2 separate regions of the Oryctolagus cuniculus genome follow, and region 1 is linked to region 2. A link is a contact called in public Hi-C data. All regions are on one chromosome and are shown on one strand. The core of a region is the stretch at or near the end of the contact, and the rest is flanking DNA. Distances in the headings are between cores, read along the strand shown. Region 1 has its middle 180 kb from the start of TNFAIP3. Region 2 holds the start of TNFAIP3 (TNF alpha induced protein 3).

Region 1 (5,894 bases), core at 269-2,768, 180 kb before region 2:
TCGGTCATCTTGCTCTCTGCTCCTGCTGGCGTTTCTTAGTGACCTGTCTTTCAGTGTTGCTGACTCTGTCTTCGAATTATACACCGAATCCAGTCATTCCTCATGACCTTGCCTGGTGAACTGGGGCAAGCCCCTGCGATCCTGACCTGGCTGGCCCCGGTCCTCACTCCCTGTGCGCTATCCTCCACTTCACAGCTAGCATAGTTCTTTTAAAAGCCAGGAAGGAGAGAGAATTCGGTGCCATGGTTAAGTGGCAGCTTCGGATGCTCACATCCCTATCAGAGTGCCTGATTCAAGTCCAACCCAGCTTCCTGCTACCGCAGCAGGTGATGGCTCAAATACCTGGATCCCTACCACCCACATGGGAGACCCAGACTGAGTTCCAGGCATTGAGGAGTTGAAGCAGTGATTGAAAGAACTTCCTCCATCTTTCTCTCTGCCTTTTAAATAAAATGGATTTTTTTAATTTAGAAAGCTATGGCGGATCTCATTTCTTCCTTGTTTAAAACCTTGCAATGGGCACTACCAATCCCACCTCCTTTTCACTACCTCCCATCTGCATCCAGGACACTGGTTTGCTGCCTGTGCCTGGAATACTCCCTCTGCATACCCACACAGCTAATTCCTTCACCAGCTACAAGTATCCACTCCAATCCTACTTCTCAACAAAGCAGTCCCTGAACCTAAAGTTACAACAAACTCCTTCACCTATGTTCCCCACTTCTGTTCTTTGAAGCCTTTTCCCCATCACAGGCGTTATTTTTCCCAGTCTTGCTCTATATTGGGCTTCATTTGTTTATTTGCCCCCATTAGAATGCATGCTCCTAAGGGCAGAGATTTAAGCCAGCTTTGTTGATGGGTACATCTGAGCACCCAGTAGAGAACTCAGTATATATATATAATACACATGTACATATTATTTTATGTATTATACATGTATGTATATGTACATATATATATATTATATATGCAAGGAACTTCAAAAATTTGTGGAAAATGGAATTAAATGAGGTCATTTTGGGTGCAATAAACTTGCAATTCAACACATTTCCATGAACTTTTTGAAGATTGTGTGTGTGTGTGTGTGTGTGTGTGTGTGTGAATGCAGCTAGAACTATGGTTGTTCATTCCACTATTATGATGCCTTATAAATTAATAAATAAAGCTTATAATTACATAATGATGAGCACAATTAAACTGCATTGAATTGTGATCTGTAAAAATGATCACTTTTTCAGCATAAATATGTACTCATCAAGAAAATGAACAGGAATCCTTTAAAAATGGAAGTGCTCTGTCCTTGATGCTCAGTTTCCTTGAGTAATAAACAAACCCAAAGGAAGGTTCACAATGGAGCTGCATTTAGAATCAACAAGCTTCAAAGGGGCGGCGGGGGGGGGGGGGCACTGTGTAGTTCTGTTTCAAAGCTACCCTGCTCACGTGACACGTGGTAATCCCAGAGGCCGGGGAAGGAATGGGAGAGAGCTGAAAGATGAGAACAGCATGTTCTTTGGAATCTCTCTGATGGGCAGACAGTCTCTCCTTCTCCCAGACCATCCTAAAGGGGAAGTGCGTCGGGTTGGACAGTAATGGGAAGTGTGGGAATTCCCCTCTCCCTTTGGTCTACTTTACAGACAACTCCACTAGGGTTAGAGATCGGTCATTCCCATCCACGGGATCCTTCACTGGGATGCAAGGCTGCTTGGGGAACAGTTTTGGAGGACAGGTGAAGTGAACTTTAGTTCCCTCAAAATCATACATTTTTAAAGCCGATGAGTGAGATTGAAAAGCTGCCAAAGCTTAATCACTGCTGTTTCATAGCACTACCAATAGATGGCAGCACATGATCCATCTTCCCCTCTTGGCAGTTTCAACCCCACCATTGGGCTCTTCGGCCCTTTTGAAACTCTTCGGTCATCATACAGCAATTTGAGTGTATAATAAAATCGCGGATAGCCCTTCCTTCTCTATACTAAGCCTCTTGGTGATCTCAAGCTACAATCACCAAATCAACTGATACTATGACCTGGAAAAAATAGCCAGGAAACTAAAAACAAGACAAAATAAAATATAAATCATACAGTGAGTCTTGCAAGGGAGAACAAGTAGAAACCAGTTATGCTCAGAAGAGTTTTAAAAACAAGGAAAGCAATTTTTAAACATTTTTATTCAGGGACACTATGCCCAAACACCAAGAACTCGAACAAGGATGCTGTTGAGAGATACATTGTGATCTAACCACTGCAGCTCCTTCCAGTTCTGAACATCTCTGCTCTGTGGCTGGAGAAACTTCAGCAGATACATTTCTAAGGAAATAAAATTATTTTCCATAGATACTAGGCTGGTATCTATAAGTATTTACGGAACAGAAATAAATAAGCAAAACCTCCTTCACTTTAACCAAAATAGTAACAGAAAACAAACTGAAGTTTACTGGACTTGGTCCATTAGAACTGTTGCTTTCAAACTGCAGGTCACAATTAAGTTTGAAGGTCCAATTAGTTTGGAAATCAGCTTTGTAGGTCGTAGCAGGCATTATATCAAAGAATGGGATGGCAAAGGATAAGATAGGCTAGGACAGGATAGAGGAGAAATTGCATCTCAGTGTACAAGATCCAAAGGTAAAATTTCTTGCTTTGAGATATGACCAAAGTGAACATGCAGAATTCTGTTGTGGAGGGCTATGCCTACTTTCAACTTTGTATTTACTGCAGGCCAGTACCAATAGGCTCCCCCATCATTGCAAAGTCTAATTGAACAAAGAAAATTTTTGATGGGTATGAGTGATATCGAGCCACAAACTGAACTAAAGGTATCCTTAACCCCTGCTGTACAAATATGGAAAATTAGATTATTCATCATCATCATTTTGGTACTTCCAGATTTTCTAAGATAATCCCAGTTTCTGGAATTTTGCCCTGTTCTTCGATAAGCACACCCATACTCACAATGTCCTGTGTTCTAAATTGTGGTTTGGAAAAAATATATATCCCCAGTGCCTAGAGGAGCTGTTAAGGCAAATTAAATAAGTGAGCCATGAGTAGGAAAGGATTAAAATGTGGATCTTATAAGAAATGTATAAAAATTTTTAAAAGACAATAATATTTTTAAAGAATATATTAAAAAGATACTGTACTAGGAAGAAACCAGACATGCTATGGATTGAATTATGTCCCCCCACCCACCTCAAAAATTCATCTGTGGAAGCCCAGTGTGACTGAGTTTGGAGTCAGGGTCTGTAGGAGGTACCTGCAGTTGAATGAGGTCCCAATCCTGAAGCACTCGTGGCCTTGGAAGTGAAGGACATGCACTCTGCACTCCCCCACACCCCTCACTAAGAAGGCCCTGCAAGAAGGTGTTTTTTGGTTTGTTTGGTTTTTCTTTCTTTCTTTTTCTTCTTCTTCTTCTTCTTCTTTTTTTTTTTTTTTTTTTTTTTTTTTTTTTTTTTTTTTTTGGATATCCAGGGCTTTATTTTGTAATGCAGAGGCCATCCCAAGAAGGTTTTTGTTGGCAAGCCAGGTTCCTCACCAGGAATCACACTTATCTCTATAGATAAAGATAAATGTATCTGGGATCTTCATGTTCCCAGCATCTAGAACTGTGAGAAATAAATTGCTGTTGGTTAACCCACGCAGTCCGTGGCATTTTGCTGAGCTGACTGAGACAAGGTGCAAAGCCTGGAACTTCCTGGTCTCCCAGGCTGCAACCTCTCGCCCAGTTCTATTCCGGGCTGAATGAAGCCCAGTCCCATCAGGGGAAATACCTGAAGTCATTCAAGCGTCAGTCTTCACGAACACTTTCGAGTGCAAGGAAAACTTCGACAGGGTATTTATCCACTAAGCGCATACTTCAACGTGTATCCTTACAATGTATTGGACTGTAGGTAAAGTGGGCAGAACAACAGCCCCAGAGAGCCCATTTCCAGAAGAAGAGGCAGTCTGCAGCATTTCCACGTGAACGTTCCAACCACTTCCATACCCATGGGCTTGGAGCAGGACAGGTATCCAGCAAGGCCAAGGCCACATGGAATTCAGCCCTCACTTTCATCTTCCTTCCCTGTTCCAAGCCACTGTTCCCCTCCCTTATTCTAGTGCAATTCGTCCCTTGATTCAATCCTCATGGTTCTTAAATTTCACTCATTTTTTTTTTTGTAACAATTATGGACTTTGTGCCAAGCACACGTCTAGGTGCCGACTTAGCCATGACAGCAGGTGAGAAGTCCAGTGTTCCTGGCCCTTCTATTCTAGTTGGTGTGAGACTGACAGTTAAGAAAACAAATGAGCGAATGTTGTGATCTGTTAGAAGGCTCTCATGAGCATTGGTGGTATCATTTGGGAATTTTCAATTCTGTTTTAGAAGACAACACCTGGGATGGATGAGATTCACATTTCTATGAATTCATATTTTGTGTAAGTACATGGATATACCGGCGATGTGTGAGGTATGTCAGAAAGGTCAGGTAGAACCTGTGTTTGTTAACATTAACAGTTAGGAATGGGGGCCAGCCTTGGGGCAAGTGAGCTAAGTTGCTGCTTGAGATACCAGTGATCCATGTCAAAGTTCTGATTTCAGTCCTGGCTGGTCTGCTATTGATCCAGTCCCCCTGCTAATGCACCTGGGAAGGCAGCAGAAGATGGTCCAAGTACTTGGTCTGTTGCCACCTCTGCGGGAGACCTGGATGGAGTTCCTAGGACCTGGCTTCCACTGGGCCCAGTCCTGGATATTGTGGCCATTTGGGAAGTGGATCTGCAGATGGAAGCACTCTTTCTCCTGCTCTTTCTCTTTCTCTTTATTTTTCTCTTTCTCTTTCTGTTGCTCTTTCAATTAAATTAATTAGTTTTTTAAAACCAGTAAGGAATAGCAGGGCCAGGATTCTTGATATTCATGACAGTATACTATGTGTAAGGCACTCAGTATTCATGAGTTCTTTATTTGCCACTTATTTGTGAAGTCCATTCTGGTCTCAGGTGACTTTCGCTCAAAAATAACAAATAGATCCCTAGCTGCTCAGCAGGCTAATTAGCAGACAATAGCATGGCTATGTGTTGGGTCCAGATACCTTTTCTGTCTGCTGAGAGCGCTTGATCAAGGGCAATGGAGATCCCAGGAACTATCAGGGAAGTTTATGGAAGAGAAAAAAACATTGTTTTTTCTGACCATCTGACCATTGTTGTAGCTGTGGACCAGGTACTGTGGTCCTTCTACCCGCCTCTGTGCTGTGCTAAGCTTGTGAACTTACCCCCGCTGCTCTGCCAGTGTGAGCCTCAAATTGGTTTAATAAGCCATGTGATTTGATTACCTTAATTTAATTTGTGAGCCCTTCAGGGAAAGCTTGCCTAGTTGTTAACTTGGAGACTGCCATTGCAATGAAATTATCCCCTATGTGGAAAAGATTTTTAAAAAGTGTGGTGACATCAACCATGAAACAAAGAAAATAGATGGGGAATGCTGGGAATGGGGTTTCCATTTTGAATTCAGTGGTCAGGGAAGGGCTGATTGAGAAGACATCATTTGAGCAAGGATTTGAAGGAGGTAAGGGGGCAAAACATGTAGATATCTTCAGGATGAACATTCCAGACAAAGGGCAGGGACCTCAAGTGCTAAGAGCTCCTGCCATACCCTTGCCTGGCCTGCTCCAGGAACCAGAAGATGACCAGTAAGAATGTCACAGCGGGGTGAGTAGAGTGGCCCCGGAGTTAAAGTTGGAGGTGAGACAGTCCCTGGGTCACCATCAGAACTTTAGCCTTGACTTTGGTTTCCATTAGACAGTTTTGGATAGGAGATTGGTTGACTTGTTATTTTAATATGATTAGTCCGGCCACTATCCACTAGAAGAGAATAGGAAAGAGGGTAGAAGTCAGTTAGAAGATGCCTGATGGTGGTGATCCACACAG
Region 2 (6,040 bases), core at 2,849-5,348:
TAACATTTGAAGCAGTATTCAAAGACACGACATCATAACTGAATGTCACCCTGACATAATGCTATTTCAAGGTATGTCTAATATATATGTCTATTCAGGATAGCACAATGCTATGATTTGTGTATTATTTGCCTCCTGAACTCATGCAAATGTTTAAAATCCAAGGTCTCAAGTTAACGGAACTGAGAGGGTGGAAACTTAACACGATTCTCATGTTTAGCAGATGAACCTAATGGCAAGTGCTTAGAACATTGGGGGTGTGCCCTCAGAAGGTGGTTCTCATGGAGAGGCTGGGTTTAAAAAGCCAAGTTGGGGGAGAGGGGCAGTGCTATGGCTCAGTGGGTTAAAGCCACTGCCTGCAACGCTGACATCCCACGTGGGCGCTGGTTCGGGTCCCAGCTGCTCCACTTCTGATCCAGCACCCTGCTAATGGCCTGGGAAAGCGGAAGAAGATGGTCCAAGTGCTTGGGCCTGTATATCCACGTGGAAAACCCGGAAGAGGCTCTTGGTTCCTGGCTTCCGATTAGCCCAGCTCTGGCCTTTGTGGCCCTTTGGGGAGTGAACTAGCAGATGGAAAGTCTCTCTCCCTCTGTCTCTCCTTTCTCTCTCTCTCCCCCCTCTCTCTGTCTCTCTGTATCTGACACTGCCTTTCAAATATATAAATAAATGTTAAAAAATGAATAAAAAGCCAAGTTTGCCCAGCTGCTGTCTCTTTCCTCCTGACTCCCACTGCCATCCACAGCCCTCATGGATGTGAACCTCCAAAACCATGAACTGAAATAAATCTCTTATTCCTTCATAAATAGCTTTTCTCAGGAATCGCACTGGAATTCTGAAATGTTGAAAAATATGGAGGGCAGTCACATAACGTATATAGAACGTCCGATTTTAGCATGACCCATGATCATGGGCACCAGAAGCCTGTACACTCTGAGAAAGGCATTGCCACTGATTCTCGATTAAGAAGTTACTGAACTGCATCCAAGCTGAGCCCGATCCGTGTCCTAGTGATCCCACTTGCCTCTCTTGAATCAGGGTTCGCCTGATCCTCACTCTCTTGGGATGCACGTCCTGTTCCTTGTATGGTGTAAGCGGGCAAGGTGCAGGCACGGTCACATGGATACTGTTTAATCCCAAGAGGTCTCAGGGGCTCGTGTGTACAGTTCATGGCATAGGAATGCTGGCAGTGCCGTGAAAACGGTACACCACTCAGGAGCTCTCCAAACACTCTAACTGGAATTCGCCTTTCCTCTGAAGAGCACATTTTCTCCTACGTGCTCACAAGATATTAACAAATATCCCTTCCTCTTAACAGACCTCTGTCTATATTGACATGGTCTACAGCAAGAAATTAAATCCCTTTCAAGCCTTGTGGGTCTTTTAGATCTCTTTGGTTCTGATTAAATCAATTCATTGTTATATCCCCTTTTGCAGAAGGAATCATTTCCACATTCTTCCCTTATATTCTCTCTTCCCTGTTTTTCACCACTGAGAAAATTCGTATTGGTCTTGTCCATGTGTTTAGAAAGGGTGGGGCCAGCGCTGTGGTGTAGTGGGTTAATCCCATATGGGCACCAGTTCGAGTCCAGGCTGCTCCACTTCTGATCCAGTTCCCTGCTAATGCGCCTGGGAAGGCGGCGGAGGATGGCCCTTCGGCCCCTGCACCCACATGGGAGACCCAGAAGAAGCTCCTGGCTCTGGCTTCCATCTGACCTAACTCTGGCCATTGCAGTCATTTGAGGAGTGAACCAGAGTACGGAAGATATCTTTCTCTCTCGGTCTCTCTCTGTCTGTCTGTCTCTCTCTCTTTGTAACTCTGCTTATTCAAATAATAAAATAACCTTTTTAAAAAAATAGAAAGGGAAAAGTTAAGTGGACCCACCAAACAGAGCCCTGCTCTGGGAAGTGGAAAGAACAGCTAAGACATAGGCAGGGCAGGACTACGCACACATCCTTGTCTTTCCAGAGATCATCTCTCACCCTGTCTCGGGCACAGCCCATGGGAATCCATTAGCTCAGCAGTAGAGCTGTGAAAAATGGAGAACAAGACGAGGGTTGAGGACCACTCCTGCCTCTGACAGCTCCAGCATCGTCTCTTATCCTGGCAGACAAGATGGCACACAGGCACGCTGGGACAATCGGAAGTGGCAGGTATGAACATGGCCTTTCGGGCTTGTTATTCCTTATGACATTCCTAAATCATCAAACCAGGGAGCAAGATGTGAACCAGAAAGCGGTTAATTGAAGCTGCAGAAGGAAGACAGGGGTTGGGGCCAGGCAGAGATAAGACAGAACAGGCACATTCTATTTACAAGGGAGTGCCAGGGGAGAGTGCTCTGAGGACTAAAGTTCTGTGAAGCATGTTGTTTTACACTTATCATTTTTTTTAATCATTGCAGCAAGTCCAGGAGGTTTCCTGAGGATGCATTCAAGGCCCTCCTGCCCTCAAGCCCCCTTTCTGCCCAGGGCCCATGTTTGCCTGCGTGGTGTGTTTGTGAAGCTGGGGGCCAGAATACCGACAGGGCCCCTGAGACTCTAGAGAGTGGTCTCGAGTCAGGATTTACCAGTCTGCCCTTGGCTAAGAAGGACCTAGTTCCAGCGGCGACTCTGCCACTTAACCCCTTGCGCAGAGTCCAAATGGCCTCAGTATCTTCAGTTTCATATAAAAGTAGCAGGTGCATATTCAGTAAATGTCATTTTACACATGTCATTTGGCGACTCTTAGCTGAGTGTTGGTAGCTGAAGACATTTGTGAATGAGGACTAAATGATCCCAGGAGATGTGGAGTTGGGAGAAATTCTAGCCATCAGTTTGAAAAGACTAGAACTAGGGGCGATGTGCGACCCAGTGGCTAAGCCACACTAGGATGCCCACACCCTGCATCCGAGGGTCTGGCTCCAGTTCTGACTCCTCTGCTTTCCATCCAGCTTCCTGCTCATGCACACTGTGACAGGCAGCAGGTGTAGCTCAAGTGCGTGGAACCCTGCCACCCACACGGGAAGCATGGATTGAGTTCAGGGGTTCAGGCTTCAGCCTGGCGCAGTCCTGGCTATTGAAAGCATTTAAGGAATGGACCAGCAGAAGGAAATGCACTCTCGCTCTCTTTCTCTCTGGGTCTAGTTTAGCCATTGCAGGAACTGAACCAAGGGGCACTGGGGGCACCCCAACTCCCCAGCCCTCACCCACCTGCCACGGCCCAGGCACCTCCAATGGCCCAGGAGGCGCACCTAACTTCCAGGTGACGCAGGGTGCCAGGGAAACCTGCAGGGCCGCGGTTACATGGGAATAGCGGGAGGCGGCCGGGAGGAATAGCAAGGACGCTTGGCCGTAGACCTTGGGGTAAGTAATTGTCAGGACGTCTAGGAGCGCACCGAATAAAGCCAGGGCGAGAACGCCCGTGGGCGCAGGTGATTTCTGAACGGAAGTGCTCTTTGAATGCCGGGGCCTAGCGAGGGCGGGGTCAGGGGCTTGTCTGACTCAGTTTACCCAAGACCGGCCTTGCTCCCCCCACCCCCGCCTCCAACGCGCCGCCAGGACGATCCAGAGGGCTCGGGGGTCAAGGGCAGGGCCTGCTTCTTTTTCTTGAAATTCCCGCCCGGGCTCTGGCCAGGACTCTCCCCTCGCAGCTCATCACGTGCGCAGCCCGAACTGTGCAAACCCAGCCCGGGGCCCGGGTGGTTTTTCGGGTTTTCTTGCTTTCTTATTTCCCTTCGTCTTCTCCACAGTGGATGATTTTCTGCAGAAAAACGGCTGCGAAAAAAAAAAAAGAACCGATTTCATTTCCAGTTCCCATCACCGCGATTTCCACATGGATGTGACGTCGCATCCCCGCTTCCGAAATGCCCAGGTGACTCACGCGGGGACACCCCGCGGGGCGGGGCGCAGGAGTTTCTGAGCCACGCCGGGGCGGGGCGGGGCCAGGCCGCCGGGGGCGGAGCGTCCGGGCGGAGCGTCCGGGCGGGGCGGGGCGGGAGCGGCGCGCGCCGCGGGCCTCCAGCGAGCGCCGCGTCCCCTGCCCCCTGGCGGCCGGCGCCGGCTCGGCCAGGCGGGCGGCGTCACGTGACTGGAAAGTCCCCGCGGAAATCCCCCCGGCTGTCGCGGTACAACTGAAAGGGTAGAAAGGAAACTGCGCAGTCTGCAGCCCTCGCAGCCGAGCGCCAGGACTTTGGAGTGCGCGGGGGCGGAGCGGCGAGCGCGGCCGCCAGAAGACATCACACACACCCCCACCCCGGCCGGTGAGCGAGCCCTAGCCCCGGCGTCCATGGGACGCCGCCTCGTGCCGACCCCCGCCCCGACCGCCACCTGCGGCGCGCGCCTGCGGTGACCGGCGCTTTGGGGAACTTGGGACTGACTCTGGGAGAGGATCGCGCCGCCCGGAGAGGTAACCCCCGCGCGCTGTGCACGGGCTCTCTGGGGCTGCGGGTGCGAGTCGGCCCGCCTCCCTGGCCTTGGCTCTTGCAGCGTCCCCCGGAGAGGAGTCTGTGGCTCTTGTGTACCCGTGCTGAGTTTTGGAGTGTTGGGCGCTGCGGTCGCCGCGCCAGATGTTGGGGTGACAGCCGGCTCTTGCTTTCCAGTAGTGCAGAGAACCTGAGCTGCAGGTGCCTGGCGCCCCTTGCTCGGGTGGTCGTTGATGCTTCGCCCGTTTCTTTGCCTCTTTTTTAGGGGAGAGGTGGAGGGGGTGGAATCAGGCACTGCATGTTCTCGGCCACGTAGGCTTTTGCAGAAGCTGTGCGGCTTCCTAGATTTTGCAAAACCAGCCAGTGGCGGTGGGATTGTCCAAGGGGCCAGCGCTCTCCCCCCGCCCCGGGGACAGCGTCCGGGCGCTCAGTGGGCTTTGCATCGGGGTGGGCTCGCGGCACGGGGTCCCGCTTTTCGGCTGCAGCGATGGAAGAGAAGTGTGCATGGAGAAGTGGCTGGCCGGCTTGCTTTCGGGAGTGGGGAGCGGGATGCACTCCGGGAGCGCCGTGCAGGTCCCCGCCGCACCACACTCGGTCTCTCTCTGTACAGCCTGGGTCGTCTCACATCCTGCCACCTGGCTTCTCAGGAAAGCAGTGGTATTAAGTAAAGAAGGAGCTCAGCTCTTTCGGAGCTGGCTTTGTTTGGAGTTCCCTCTGCTGAGCCTTCCTTGGAAAGCTGGTCTGCTCAGGTGTCACCGGGCGGCTTTTGGGGGGAAGCATGTTAATGAGAGCCTTCCGGACCCTAAACCTGCAACACCGGCTTGCTCAGCGGCCAGCCAGACAGACAGCCGTGTTGCTTTGACGTCTTGGAGATTCTTTGTACAATTTTTGACTTGTTGGAGCAGTGCCTCTCAACGGTGGAAGTATTTGTTGGTAAATCATTCATAAGTATCCGTATCGCAGACAAAAATGTTTGTCCAAAGACTTCGAGTGAGGAATGAGTGCAGTGAGTTCAAGAAGAATCTCATTGATCCTAGTGACCAAAAATAACGGGAGGGGAGGGATGATCTTTAAGTAAGACTCTGGGGTAACAGATGTAGGAATTACATGGGAAAGGTATTACTACATTTTTTTTGGCATGGAAGAGCATTATAAATGTATCAGATGAATGTATATTTTAATCTTAAATGTGGAGAAGCCCCAGAACTGGAAACTTGGGCAGTAGGTTTCTCTTTAAAGGAGTCAGACTTGGAGGCTGTGCACACCTGAATCCGTGAAGGAGGCCACGCTGGTTATGAAATACTGTCTTTACGTGTCTTGCATATGGTTTACAGCTCTCACTGGTTTAGATCCGTGCTGAATGATCCCAAGATCCAGACAACAGGAGAGTGAGAAAGGCAAAACAAGGCAGCCCCTCATTTGTTAGAACTCTCCCTACTGCCTGTCTGTGTTCATCCAGGAGTGCCAGGCCCTGTGGCCACAGGTGTGCTGCTGTGGGCATGGAGGGTGCAGGTGTCGGGAGACCCGGCTTCCAAGGCAGGACTCTTCCGGCATGGCTGTGGGGCCTGTGCAGGGCCTGTGACACTGTTGCCTTGGCTGCAGACCGAGGTGGTTGTATGAATTCAGAGAGGGGAGTAGAGCCT

The links. A called contact is a pair of places that touch in the nucleus more often than the background predicts.
Region 1: a Hi-C map of skin fibroblasts shows a contact between it and region 2, with 4 times the contacts expected there. The contact joins the enhancer-like site here to the promoter of TNFAIP3 in region 2. A contact is called at or near these places in 6 of 6 Hi-C or Micro-C datasets (ear pinna, embryonic fibroblasts, liver and 3 more).

Annotation. Positions count from the first base shown.
Region 1 is chr5:31,151,610-31,157,503 of mOryCun1.1, reverse strand. No RefSeq gene overlaps it. Among named protein-coding and RNA genes, the nearest start is that of TNFAIP3, 180 kb to the right of the region's middle. Within about 2 kb of position 1,518, at least 3 of the 8 cell types and tissues checked have an H3K27ac peak or open chromatin away from gene starts, as enhancers often do.
Region 2 is chr5:30,970,055-30,976,094 of mOryCun1.1, reverse strand. TNFAIP3 (TNF alpha induced protein 3) reads left to right here and starts at 4,098. Exons shown (of 9, transcript XM_017345389.3): 1 at 4,098-4,235.